2 separate regions of the Capra hircus genome follow, and region 2 is linked to region 1. The links are chromatin contacts, called in public Hi-C maps. All regions are on one chromosome and are shown on one strand. The core of a region is the stretch at or near the end of the contact, and the rest is flanking DNA. Distances in the headings are between cores, read along the strand shown.

Evidence for each region. Hi-C and Micro-C count contacts between places; a contact is called where the count stands out from the background.
Region 2: a Hi-C map of blood shows a contact between it and region 1, with 3 times the contacts expected there. The contact joins the promoter of NANOS3 here to the enhancer-like site in region 1. A contact is called at or near these places in 2 of 5 Hi-C or Micro-C datasets (both in blood).

Annotation. Positions count from the first base shown.
Region 1 is chr7:97,026,706-97,033,290 of ARS1.2, forward strand. It overlaps IL27RA (interleukin-27 receptor subunit alpha), which reads right to left. Exons shown (of 14, transcript XM_018051201.1): 11 at 6,113-6,238; 12 at 5,420-5,513; 13 at 5,109-5,202. PALM3 (paralemmin-3) reads left to right here. Exons shown (of 7, transcript XM_018051196.1): 6 at 1,700-1,745; 7 at 1,834-3,921. The coding sequence ends at 3,680. Among named protein-coding and RNA genes, the nearest start is that of PALM3, 8.6 kb to the left of the region's middle. Within about 2 kb of position 3,531, at least 1 of the 5 cell types and tissues checked has an H3K27ac peak or open chromatin away from gene starts, as enhancers often do.
Region 2 is chr7:97,195,122-97,201,706 of ARS1.2, forward strand. NANOS3 (nanos homolog 3) reads right to left here and starts at 3,460. Exons shown (of 1, transcript XM_018051680.1): 1 at 1,832-3,460. The coding sequence starts at 2,356. The coding sequence ends at 1,832. It overlaps MIR181D (microRNA 181d), which reads right to left and starts at 3,848; the gene lies at 3,719-3,848. It overlaps MIR181C (microRNA 181c), which reads right to left and starts at 4,006; the gene lies at 3,914-4,006. It also overlaps LOC102191228.

The DNA.
Region 1 (6,585 bases), core at 2,281-4,780:
ATTTCCTTCTCCAGGGGATCTTCCTGATCCAGGGATTGAACTGGGGTTTCCTGCATTGCAGGCAGATTTTTTATCATCTGAGCCACCAGGGAAGCCCTATTTTGATATTTGATTGCCAATATGACCTAAATAAGGAAAGTAGTCAGAAAATGTTGTGGGGCAGGGTTGGGGCTGGGGGGCTGGGGCTGGGAGTTCCCTGGCAGTTAGGACTTGGTGCTTTCACTATAGTGTTCTGGGTTCAATCCCTGGTTGGGACTACTAAAATGATCCCACAAGCTGCACAGTTTGGCCAAAACAAGGGAAAAGAAAATGTGGGGATGTGTTCTCAGAATTCAGCCCCCCAAATGGGAAAAGGGTCCCCATGAGATAGTCGAATGATTTGAGGCATCTCCATGATTTGAGGGGTTTTGGTTTGGTAATGCCTCTGTTAAGATATAATCCACATTGAAAACCAAGACGATATGACTGCACTTAAAATTTGGCTCTCTGGGTTGTCCTTGAAGTTCATATCAGATCCAGTAACTCATGCACCTGGCCACAGTAAGCTGTGGGTTGCTTTGGCTCCCAGGTGCCTGTCTCAGGACAGAGGGGGAGAGGAGAACTTTGGACAGAGGAGGGTAGGATTGAGACCAGTGAGATCTGTGGGGTTTGGTTAAGGTGGCTTGCATGGCCAGGTCCCCAGTTCCCCTCCCTGAGCTCATCTTTCCCTCCATCCCTTCCTCACTCCACTCCAGCCACCCTGACCCTTTCCTATCCCTTGAACTTGCCTAATTCATTCTAGGCCCAGGGCTTTGCTCTTGCCTTTCCCCTCTTCCTGGAATGCCCTTCCCACCTCTTGACTCAAGGCTGGCTCTTCTCACCTTTCAGGCCTTTGTTCAATGTCACCACCTCCGAGAGGCCCTCCTGCATCTTTTTTTTTTTAAATATATTTATTTGGCTGCATCAGATCTTAATTGCAGCATGTAGGATCTAGTTCCCTGACCAGGGGTCGAACCCGTGCCCCTGAGTTGGGAGCATGGAGTCCTAGCCGCTGGACCACCAGGGAAGTCCCCCTCCTGCATTTTATACCTACAGGAGGCACCCCATCACCTCCCAGGTATTTCTTAGCCCCTGTTCCCCCTGTTACAGCCCTTCTCACTTCCTGAATTATAGATTTGTATTTTATGTTTATTACCTGCTTCCTCCCACTGGAATTTAAGTTCTAATAGCAAAAGTCTTAAATATCCCTTAAGTGGGATTTCCTAGGTGACTCAGTTGTAAAGAATCCGCCTGCTGGTGCAGGAGATGTGAGTTTGATCCCTGGGTCGGGAAGATCCCTTGGAGTAGGAAATGGCAACGCGATCTCATATTCTTGCCTGGAAAATTCCGTGGGCAGAGGAGCCTGGCGGGCTACAGTTCACGGGGTCGCAAAGAGTCAGACACGACTGAGCACGCATGCATGTCCCTTAAGTAACCTCAGTAGCTGGCAGAGTAGATCCCCAGTAGAGGGAGTGGCTGCATGGACACAGGACTGACTGGGTACATGTGATGTGCACGGCAGTGCAGCAGAGGGAGATGAGACAGGTGAGGAAGCCTCATGCTTTGGTCCTGAAGGAATGGGGAGCCATCAGGGGAGTTTGAGCAGGGTAGGGGTGCTGGCATGCTGGAGGCTGGAAGTGAGATGGGGGCTGCCCTGACCTTGTTTCTGCCATCCCTGCAGGGTCACCGTCCTCTCTCCCAGCCCAACGTGGAGTCAGGTCCTGCAGGTGGGTGTTTTGAGGTCTGGGGGTCGCAAGAGGAAGGGCCTGAATCTCACTCTATTGCCCCATCTCTCCTCTTCCCTGACTCCCCCAGGCCAGACCGATCTAAACAAGAGAGCCTCCTTACCAGCCGGACCGGTGGGCGCATACCCGGAGTCCCCCTCCGAGCCCAGAACTGAGGCTGCCGGGGTTCCAGCAGCCCCGAGGCGGGTCCCTGGGGCAGCAGGGACCTCCTCAGAAGCCAATGGCCCCTGCCCTGGATCCAGCCCCCCTCTGGAGCAGGAGCCGAGTCAGGGGGTGGTAGCTCCTGAGGGGACAGTGAATGAGGCCAGAGGGGGAGGCATGGTGAAAGTGGTGTGGGAGGGGTTGAGGCCCATGGAGGACTGTGCCATCGGGGCCACAGGCCTGGAGCTGGAGGCTAAGGTGGAGGAGATGGTGCTGGAGGCCATCGGGGACAGACAGGAAGCCAGCCGTCCAGAGCTCCCCTCGTGGGTCAAGGAGGACAGGGCCATCGTGGAGGTGGTCTGGGAGGGGGTGGGGGGCACAGAGGGCAGTGACTTGGAGCCCATGGTGGAGGCAGGCAGGGCCCCAGAGGCCGTGCAGACCAGATCCCTGGGGCTCCGGGAGGAATCGGGGGGAGCAGCTCCTGGAGAAGGTGCCCCCAGGAGCAGCCCTGATGGTGATGGGCAGGGGGTCTTTGGAGAGGAGGGGTCCTTCATCTGGGTGGAGAAAGTGACCCTCAGTGAGGAATGGGAGGAGCTGGAGGTGGAGGGGTTGGAAGGGCCAAAGTCACTGGGAAGGGAGGAAAAGGATGAGAGTCCATTGCAGGTGGAGGGCAGAGGTGAGGAGGAAACACGGGAGGCAGAGAGGAGGCGGGTGGAGGGACCTGAAGGCGCAGAGAAGAGAGGCAGTGAGGGGAAGGCAGGCACAGAGTCAGAAGGAGCAGAGACGTCACTGGCGCTAGAGAGGAAAGGAAGCCCGGACTCCATGGAGCCAGAGAGATGTGAGGTACGCGTGGAAACAGAGATCGGAGGAGGTGACGAACCATTGTCGGCCGAAAGAAGAGAAGTTGAGGGACCTCTGGGGGCAGAGAGGGGAAGAGATGAGAAGCCACTGGGAGTAGAGCAGAAAGGAGGTGAGGAAAAGCTAGAGGCAGTCCAAGAAACATTGGCAGCAGAGAGAAAAGAAGGGGAGGAGTCACTGGTGGCAGAAAGAATAGGAGGTGAGAAGCCATTGGAGGAAAAGGAAAAAGGAGATGAGCAATCACAGAGGGTAGAGAGAATGGGAAATGAGGAGCCCTCGGAGGCAGAGAAAACAGGAGATGAGAAACCACAGAAGGTAGAGGGAACGGGAGGTGAAGAGCCACTGGAAGCAGAGAAGACAAGAGATGAGAAATCACAGAAGGTAGAGAGAACCGGAGGTGAGGAGCCATCGGAGATAGAGAAAAATGAAGACGAGGACTCACTGAAGGCAGAGAGGATGGGAGGTGAAGAGCCGTTGCAGACAGAGAAGACTCTTAGGGTCAAGGAAGAGCAGAGAGAGTCAGAAGAAAAAAAGGAATGCCAGGCAGAGGACGTGAGTGAGGCAGGGGCTCCCCCAGAAGCCAAGGAGGCGCCAAGGCCGGAGGATGAAGGACAGCAGCCCCAGGAGAAGGAGGAAGGCTCCCCAGAAGCAGAAGTGGAAGCAGTGAAGCCCCAAGCTCCTGCTGAGGGCCAGCACCCCACTGGAGACGCCACCGCACTCCTGGCAGAGACGTCAGCTCAGGATCAGCCCGCTGAGTGCCAGCCACTGCTGCAGATGGAGGGGCCCAGGGCCAACCCCAGGGCCCGCCCTGTGCCCACCTACGCGCCTGCCCGGCAGCCAGAGCCATCTGCCCCTCCAGAAGGTGAAGAGGCAAGCGGCCCTAAGCAGAAGACGTGCCAGTGTTGTGTGGTCATGTGAGCCCATCCATGCCCTCCACCGACTCCCAGCTCCTCTCACAGCTACCTCGGCCTCTTGGCATCCAGCAGGCAGTCCCAGGCGCAGACGGGGCACCAAGGGACTGACTGTGGCACCTGGGAGCCAGTTGGTCTACACGTCCACCTCCACGTGGGCTTCCGGACCCCTCACCCGCTGCCTGTGACCCTGGCCCTCTTCTGTGACAAAGCCTTTTATACTTGAAAATAAAATGTTAAGCATTCGGACAGCGTGAGTGTGTGTGTGGTTGGCCCACGACCACCTGACCGTCTGCTGGTGGGAAGTGGAGGGCTTGACTCTGCTAGAAGCAAAGATTCAGTCAGAGTTAAATAGATGTGGCTGCTCTAACAAAAAGATCTCAAGCTAGAGAAGCTATCAAAAGTGAAAAAAATTTATTTCTTTGGACACTTCTATGGGATCACTTGGAAACTCTCGTTTTGTTTCTTGCTCTACCTTCATCTTGGGTGTGGTCAAAGCTGTATCACAGGGTGTATCAATGCTCCAGCTCATGGGAAAGGGAAGGCAATGTGGAAGAGCCCCCACCCAGACCCAGCGTTGGCACATCACCTCTGCTTATGTTTCACCAGTGAGAACTCAGTCCGGCATTACACCTAGCTGCAAGGGAGGCTGGGAGTGCATCCGACTACAGTTCTGTTATAGGAGCAGGACAGATCTGGGGAGTAGCTGCCACTCTGGATATCACATATTTTTCCTTTGCTCCCCCATCCATCCACATTTTCCCTATAGGGCCAGGCCCTTCTCTGTAGGGGTCCTTTAGTCTCAGCTCTTCCTTGGCTGGGTGTCCTCAGGCAAGTGACTCAGCTCTGAGCCTCTATGTCTTCATCTGTCAAAGGAGCTCCCCTCTCCTCTCCTGAGGTCGGTTCAGGCCGTAGCCTGGAGCCTGCAGTGGGGCCCAGAAGGCCCAGCTCCTCAGGTGTGGGCAGGAAGTGTTTCTCATACCCAGAGTCCAGTGGTGCCAAGGGCTGGGAGGGCTCCTTAACTGGAACCTGCTCTATTTCCTCCACTTCCAGGATGGGTGAGTCACTAGGGGGCTGGGCCTGGGGCACCTCCTGGGGAGAGAAGAGGCCGAGATTGTTCCCCTTGTACCTGTGAGTGTGTGTGCTAAGTTGCTTCAGTCATGACTCACTCTGTGACCCTATGGACTGCCAGGCTCCTCTGTCCATGGGATTCTCCAGGCAAGAATACTGGAGTGGGTTGCCATGCCCTCCTCCAGGGATCTTCCCGACCCAGGGATCAAACCCACGTCTCCTTCATTGGCAGGTGGATTCTTTACCACTAAATCCTGGGAATCCCCTTCCCCTCATACCCTCCACCCTAGTTCTCAACTATCCCCCACTGTCCAGCTTTCCTCAACCCCCTAGAGGGCCCCAAGAAGCTAGGCTTTTCACTCACCTTCACGTGCGGCAGGCTGAAGTTGCTATTGGCAGGGTCAGGAATCTTCTCCCAGACCCAGTGGGGCAGTACCTTGTGCCGCAGGTGGACACACCTGGCAAGCAGGTTAGGAGTCAGGGCAGGGAAGCCGGGTGGCTAGATACCCATGCCCAGATGGCAAGGTCCAGGAATGTCCCAGAGCTCTGCAGCAGCATCCCCTTATCCCCGAAGCCCCCGCCCCCGCTCCCCACCTCCCCCCTGCCAAGCCAAGCTCAGTGATGCCCAGCTGCCCTCCCCACCTGGGCAGAGACCCGTGTGTCTGACAGCCTCACCTGCCACAGGTGGCCAGGCTCACACCACAGCCGGTCAGGAGCAAACCCCACAGCAGACAGACAACTGACAGAACCTTCCAATTCAGGGTGTTATCTGGAGGGCAAGCGGGAGGGGCAGAAGAACACTTGGACACCAAGAAGGCTGGGAGGGCCCAGGGAAGGCTCATGGGTGGGCCAGGGAACGGGTAAGGAAGTGGATAAATGGGCAGGACTCATGAAGGGGTGAGGGCTTCTCAGGTGGCCCAGTGGTAAAGAATCTGCCTGCCAATGCAGGAGAGGCAGAAGACTCGGTTTCGATCCCTGGATTGAGAAGATCCCCTGGAGAAGGAAATGACAACCCACTCCAGTTTTCATGCTAGAGAATCCCATGGACAGAGGAGCCTGGTGGGCTACAGTCCACGGGGTCACTAAGAGTCAGACATGACTCAGCGAGTGAGCATGCACACATGAATTGGTAGGGGGAGGCTCAGAGTGAGAGTGGGACTTGGGAGAAGGTCAAGGTCAGAGATGGGTGAAAGGGTCAAAGACACACATTGCCTGTTAACCCACAGCAGTGTTCAGCAGCATCAAAATGCATCATCAACATCCCCAAGTCAAAAAGTTGTCTACCCAATGAAGTTCAGTAAGGATTATGTAACCCCCCTCCAGGGGAACAAGGCCCCCTCCCATAGTAGTCCCACCCCAGACCCCTACCTGGTAGGTGAAACTGGAGGCTTGGACCAGGTGGGCCCTGTCCTGCGATGGTGGAGGCAGTCATCCACAGCTTGCAGGGACCCCAGTGAAGGTCAGGCAGGGTGATGGTTCGGGTGCTGCCAGTCACTGGAGGACATACCCAGAGAGGTGATGGAGGCAGTCAAGTCCTGCCTTAGGACCTTTGCACGTGCCATGCCATCTGCAACACTCTCCCAGATAGCCACATGGTTCCCTCTTCCCCTCCTTCAGCTCTTTGCTCACAGGTCACCTATTTAGTGAGAACTTTCCTGACTGCTTCCCCCTACCCCAACCAATTAAAACAGCACTTGCTTCTCCATTCATCTTCCTAACGTTATTCCTCTGCCCAGCACTTACCATCATCTGACACACTGCATAGATAGTATTTACTTTATCCATGCCTGCATGCCCCTCATGAGAAAGTTAGGGCCACGAGGGCCATATTCCTAGAGTCG
Region 2 (6,585 bases), core at 2,210-4,709, 170 kb after region 1:
CAGGAAGAGGGAGGAGTTCCAGAAGACTTCCTGGCACCTTTGGAACCTAGATTTTAAAAGCAGAGTTGGTGGGGGAGGAGAAAAGCATTTAGTAATAGGGATGATTCGATGATCCGGAAGTTCCGACTCAACCTGCAGAGCTGCCGGGGCTCTGGCGCCACCTGCAGGCACCTTCTGGACTAGCACCCCTGCGCTATTCCCAGCCCCGGGCAGTCCCAGCTGGGACCCAGAGCCAGACACAAAGCGACGGAAACTCCCAACTCCGTCCTGCCGCGCTGCCCCCTCGAGGCCGCAGGGCTCCGGGAACCCCGGATTTGTTACAATCAGAAAGTTTCCTGGGAGGACAGCCTCAGGCAGCCTTTCCGTGCCAATATCGCGGTGAGGGCTCCCCGACCCCATTCCACCCCCACGGAATCAAGTTTTCCTGTTCCCTAGGGCTTAAGGGGAAAAAGGAAGATTCTGAGACCATCGTCTCTGTGTCCCTTCCGCTTCCTCCCTCTCCCAGTTGTACCTTGTCAGACCTCGCAGGAATACTATCCTCTCCCGCGGGCAGTCTCACAACCCTTCTAACGTGTTCCCCGCACAGCCGCCGGGATAGGAAGAGGTCCTCCCTTCTGGTGACTTTCCGAGGGGCCCCCAGTCTGATCAGAGAGGCAGTACTGGGGTACCGCCCGGTCAAACCGGTCCCTCTGTTGGCTGACTTCCCCAAGGTTGCTAAAACGGATTTCTCTCTTAAGAACCTGCAGAAGCGAAGGTCTTTCGAGTCTGTAATAGTAACTGCTGATATGTAAGCCTAGCTACTCACACCCTGCCGGCTACGGAGGTCAAGGGGATCTAGTTAGAAGTACAGATGCTCTGGCCTCACGCAGACCTGCATAACTGGAATCCGAATTTGATGAGCAAGATGGAGGGAACGCTCTGTGGCTGTGCGTCTAGACCTTAGGGAGCCTCCAGCCACCCTTCCGGGGGTGATCCCCACACAGCAAACTCATGGTTCTTTCCTTCCAAACTGATGCCAACTCGGATACCTCTGCCTGGAGGACCAACTTCTTTCAACCCCCTCGAATCCACCCCCACAGCCCAACCCATTAGCCAAGGTCTAACACAGGCACAGTCTAACACACAGACCTGCTCTTGTCTCTTTCTCAGCTCCCTAGTACCCAAGTCCAAACTCTTCAAGGCGATCAGCAAGGAGCCTTTCCCCGAAATTTCTGACACCTTCCCCTCCACCCTACGTGCACGCATACTCCCATCCCAGACGCACAGAATTTGACCAAGTTCCCTAATGAGCCCCAGTGCCCAGACTCCCTTCAGCACTTCACCAAACTGAATGAGGTTTCCAGGAGTCACTTCCTCCAGGAAGCCCTCCTGGACCGCTTTGTCTAGCTCGGGTGCTCCCTTTAGACTCCCGTTTCTGTTATAACTCTCCTATCTACCACTGAGGGCCAAGCCCAGCCAGTGCTTGGCACAGGACAAGCCTCACAAACCACCTGGCGAATGAGTGGACAAGTGAGGTTGTTTCCCTCTGGTCACATGGCGCCTACATTCCGCACAAGATTGCAGCCCCTGCTGTACCTGTTGCCAGACCCCATCACTAGTCCCCACGGCCTCCCTGCTAAGATCACCCTCCACCTGAAAAAAACGTTCCCTCTATGGGCCCAGAGAAGGAGAGTGTCTTGCCCAAGGCCACACAGGGAACCCCAGCCCTAGCTTACCCACTGGGGCAACAGTTCTAGAACACAGTTCTAAGCTTCTATTATGTATGGATTCTGTCCCCCACCCAACCCTCTGAAGTGGGTCAGCCCAGGGGTTAACCCACTTCTCAAAGGCTCTAAGTCAGCCCAGGGCAGAACCCCCTGTGCAGCGAGTCCCCCCAGCCACCTGCACAGGCACCTCCTCCGCCGCCTCCTCCTCGGCGCGATCCGTGTCCAGTGTCCTGCGTCCTCGCCTTGTCCGAGCGGACCAGCTTCTTGCCAGCCGAGTTCCGGGTGGTGTAGCTGTAGACCGAGGTGTAGCCCTGGCCGGTGAGCGGGCAGAAGCGGCGGGTGTGGGCGCGCTCGCGGGTGGCCCCGCACTGGGGGCACACGTAGTCGCGGAGGATGGGGCACAGCACCCGGCCCGCTTCATCCTTGAGCACGTGGGACTGGTAGATGGCCCGGGACTCGCCGTTGTGTTTGCAGAAAGAGCACAGGCGTTCGGGAGCTGGTGAGGATTCAGGGCTGGGTCGCTGACCCCCCGGTTCTGGCGCTGCTTCTGGCTGGCGGTCCAGCCTGGTCTCCGGCTCGTCCTCCTCACGCTGAGCCCCCACCAGCCGTGCCAAACCCAAGTAGTCTGTCCACAGGTTGAAGGTCCCCATGGCTGGGCCCCGTGTGCCAGGCGGAGGGGCAGAAGAGAGGAGAAACCCAGCCGCCTCCAAGCTGGTCTCTCTACCCCTGCCTCCTCTCCCTTCCCTTCCCTCTCTGGAGCAGAGGAGTCTGGGCTGTCAGTTCCCTCCTTATACTCCAAGGGGGTGTGAAGAGGGAGGAGCAGGCTGTAGGAGGTTCCCTATCATCACAGGGGGCTTGCTGCAGCTCCCCCAGAAATGCACCTGCCACGGGGCTGCATGGCCTCTGGGTAGGCCAGGGGTGAGGGGGCGTGACAAGACACAGGCTGCAGGGAGCACCAGCAATAAGCAGCCACACACCCCACCCAGAGGGCATTGAGAGGGCTACCCTTGTCTAAGCCTCCTAGAGAACCAGAGTGATGCAGGTGGGGGCATTGGAAGCCCCACCCCAAAGACTAGCATTGCTGTAGCCAGTAACTTAGTAACTTCTTTCTTCCTTCTCCTGGACTGGGGGAGGGGGAGGGGGAGCTGCTGATGTTCCAGCTGTCTTTGGAAGGAGGATGGGCCTGACTTATGGGGTGGGGGGGACAGGACCAAGGCCCCTGGCTCTGGTCACCCTCAGGGAGCTTTCACACCCCTTGTCAGTGGAACCTCCTTTTAACTGATGAACAAACTGGGGTTTGAAGCCATCTGCCCTGAGGTTATTCACAAAGACAAACACAAAGCCTGCCTCCCCCACCAGTTACAGGAGCCTTAGGTGTTGTGGGGTCAGTCTCTCCTGGTCCTGGGGTGGAAAAGGGTTTGAGACTGAGAATTATGGGGAAGAAGAGAGCACAGGCACAGGTGGGGCTAACGGGCCAGAGGGGAGACCCCTAGCATTCGCCAGCACCTTGATCGCCCTCTCAAATGAGACCTGTGCTCCATCTCAGGAGGATGCAGTGTGCCCCTGAGTCACCCAGGTGGGACACAGACTGGCAGGTGATCAACGGACATCAGGGGCTAGGTGGGCGACTGAAGGTAAAGGAGGGGTCTGCAGGTACCAGGTAAGGAGGGTGAGAAAGCAGGGCCCAAGACTGGAACTCAGAGAAGAGGTGACGTGCCACCTACACACCTCAGTCATTCACTCATTCATTCATTCAAGAAAGCTTCACTGAGCCTTCTGGAAGCAGGGACCCCTAATCCCTTTCAGAAAGGTTTTTCAGCTGCCCAGTCCTAAACTTATAATTCCTGTTCACAGCCCTCCAGGACTGAGTCCCCCAAATCCAGCCTGTGTCTGTAAGGATTGCAGACACCAGCCCTCCTCGAGGGGTGAGAGGCCAGGGTCAGGGTCGGGTTCTGGCTGAGCAGTTTGGGGGGGCGGGAGGAGGGGAGTCCGGGGTGGGTTGTATCCTCCATCCCATTCCCCCGAGGCTGTGTCTGGCCCAGCCACAGTGACATTCATCCCTCGGTGGGTCTGGTCTCCGTCACAACCCACCGACAACAATGAATGTTGATTGTGACCTTTGCTGTGGCCTAAGGGAGGGGATGTGTTCGGGATCCCCTGCCCCTGCCCCAGATCTGAAAGTTGGGGGTCGTGATGGGTGGGTGGACGGCAGTTCCAGGCCTCGGGGTCCACTCAACGGTCGATGGTTTGCCTGAGCTGCCCAAACTCACCGACAGGTTGAATGTTCCCCCAAACCCTTGACAACTCCTTGGGGGTGGGGAGTGGAGGTTGAGGGGGTCAAGGAACCGGGTAGGGTGAGGGAGGAGAGGGGAAGGCAATGAGAGACTTAGAGAATCTATTAAGTCAGAAAACAGCAGGAGCCAACTCCCTGCTCCAGGACACCGAAAAAGGAGATAAATCTAAGTAATAGTAACAGCAGATACTTCTGTCACCTTTGCTATGCAAATAGCAGCAGTGGGCGCTGGGCTTCTAACCCATTTAGTCAAAGCATTCTCAAAAGGGCCCTCAAAGGTGCATATTTCTTCCAATTGTCAGTTTGGCAAACAGGCCAGAGGGCACCCTTAGCGAGAGGCAGGGGAGGGATTCGGAGTGGCCCCAAGAGGTCTGGAGGCCAAGTGGTTCTGGCCCCGGGGGCATGGATGCAACGGAGAGATAAACAAGTCATTTTAATACAATGTAATACCTTCAGTGAGCTTCACCGTGTTCCGGACACAATGGTTTATAATCACAACAACCCACGGTGGTGGGGGGGTTGGGTTGTCAGAGTCTGCACTTTGCAAATTCGAGCCCCGAGGTGGGGCCGCTGCCCAGCCCGCCTGTGGGTCCAACTGCCGGCGAAGCTAGAGGATCGCAGGGGGTCCCGGGCTTCCAAACTTTGGCCCTTGTCGGGATCAGACCCGGGCCCAAGCGCATAACCACGCGAGGGTTGCCCCGTTACTGCCCTTCCCCATTTCTTCACCCTCAAACCCGGTCCCGTCCCTCCCTCCAGGGACCGCTGTAGAGTTAGCCGCCCACCCCCTAGGGTGCCCCCACGCGCAGTCTCAGGGGAGGCTGCTCCCCACCTCCCTGGGTCTGGGAGGTCTGGGACCCACCCCCTCGCCAGAGAACGGCCTGGACTTCAAATTTCCAGTCCCCTTCCATTTCACTGAGCCCCAGCCCCAAAGGATGAACCGCTTGTCGTAACACTTAAGGCAAACCAGAGCCCCCAGGTGTGCTGAGCTTGAGTAAACCCAAAAATGACCTTCCGCGGAGGCGGCCAGAGGCAGCGCGGCGCTCGGAGCCCCACCCTCGAGACCCCCACCTAGAGCCAGCCTCCAGAGACCTGCCCCTCGCAAGCCACCGACTCCAGTCCCACACCCAAGGCCCGCCCCCTCGGAGCCCACCCCCAAATGGCACAACCCTAGGACCCTCCCTCTAGAGCCCGCCCAGATAGACTCCCGTGTAGCCCGCCCCCAAAATCAATCTCCATAAAACACGCCTCCTAAGCCTGTCCTCCAAGAGCCCACCCAGCTTCTCCAAGGCCAGCCCCGGGGCCTCGCCCTCTGAGCCCACCCCCGCTGGCCTCCCATCTACAGCTGTCTCCGGGAGCCCCCGCCCTCTAGGGCCTCTCAAATCCTCTTTCCCAGACCCCCAGAGACCGCGTCCCTACGCGTCCCCAAGGTCGTTCCCAGGGATCTCAACTCCGCGAAGGTCCGCCGGGGACCCCCTCGGAGGCCGACTCCCGTAAGACCCGCCCCCCACCTGGATCGCGTTGCCCAGAGCCCGCCCTCTCGCCCACCCGGGACGAGTCCGGTTCCCACCCGTTTGGAGCTCCGCGCGGAGCCTCCTCTCCCAAGGACCATCCACCCGCCCAGCAGAGCCCTCCCTCATTCAGGCACAGGGTATCCAGGCCTTTCTCAGGGCGCGTGTTGGGAGAGGCGATCACCTGCAGGGAGGACAGTGGTCCTAACAAGCAGAACGCTGGGAGAGGAGGGTAGGTTAGGAGGCCAGGGTAATAACAACAAGGACAGTAATTCTAATAATGATGCTTTACATAATCACCCTGTTACTAGGATACAATGAGGAAGGGGAGGTTTTATCAATGAGGAAGGGGAGGTTTTATCAATGAGGAAGGTGAGGTTCTGAGAGTTTGGACCAGAACTCTCTCAGCGGTTCTTAACGACCAAGAGGTTAGAATGCCAGGTAATGGAAAGGCACCGTGGCCACAGTGCGCTGGGGGTGGGAGAGGGGGCCTCCCTGGACCCCGCTGCTCCTTTCCCTGAGGGCTTTGACTTTGACCTACTTCAGGTAGGTCCTAGTAAGGGTCTCCCCAACTCAGGAAGGCAGGGCTGGGGCCAGAGGATGGGCCTTGGGATCAAAGAGAGGTGCCCCAGGCCCGCAGCCCCCAGCCCCACCCTATGGGGAGGGGCTGTCCGGACATAACCTGGGGTCTGACTGTCTTCCTTCGTCTGTCCTGGTGGGTATAGGCTTCCCGCCTTTGCTGTCTGTCTGGGTCCTCCTGTCTGGGTCTGACTGTGCCCCTCGCAGGCTGGTATCAGTCTGGGTCCCCAGCCCTGCTGTGTGCGCCTATCCCTGGCTGTCTGGGGTCACCTGTGTCTGGCCCTTGCCACCTGATCTCCCCTATGTCCATCCGCCTGTCCCCTCCACGTCTGGAGCTGCCCTTTGGTGAAAGGCGGCCTTGGGTCTGTCTCCTTCTCTCTGTCTGCACCTGGGGCCTTTCAGCAGGCGGCTGAGTGTTCCTCCCGCCAAGTGTCCTGAGGCCTTCTCCAGGGCTGAAGGGGCCTCCAGTCTGACTTTGAAGCCCAGCAGGGTGGGAGGC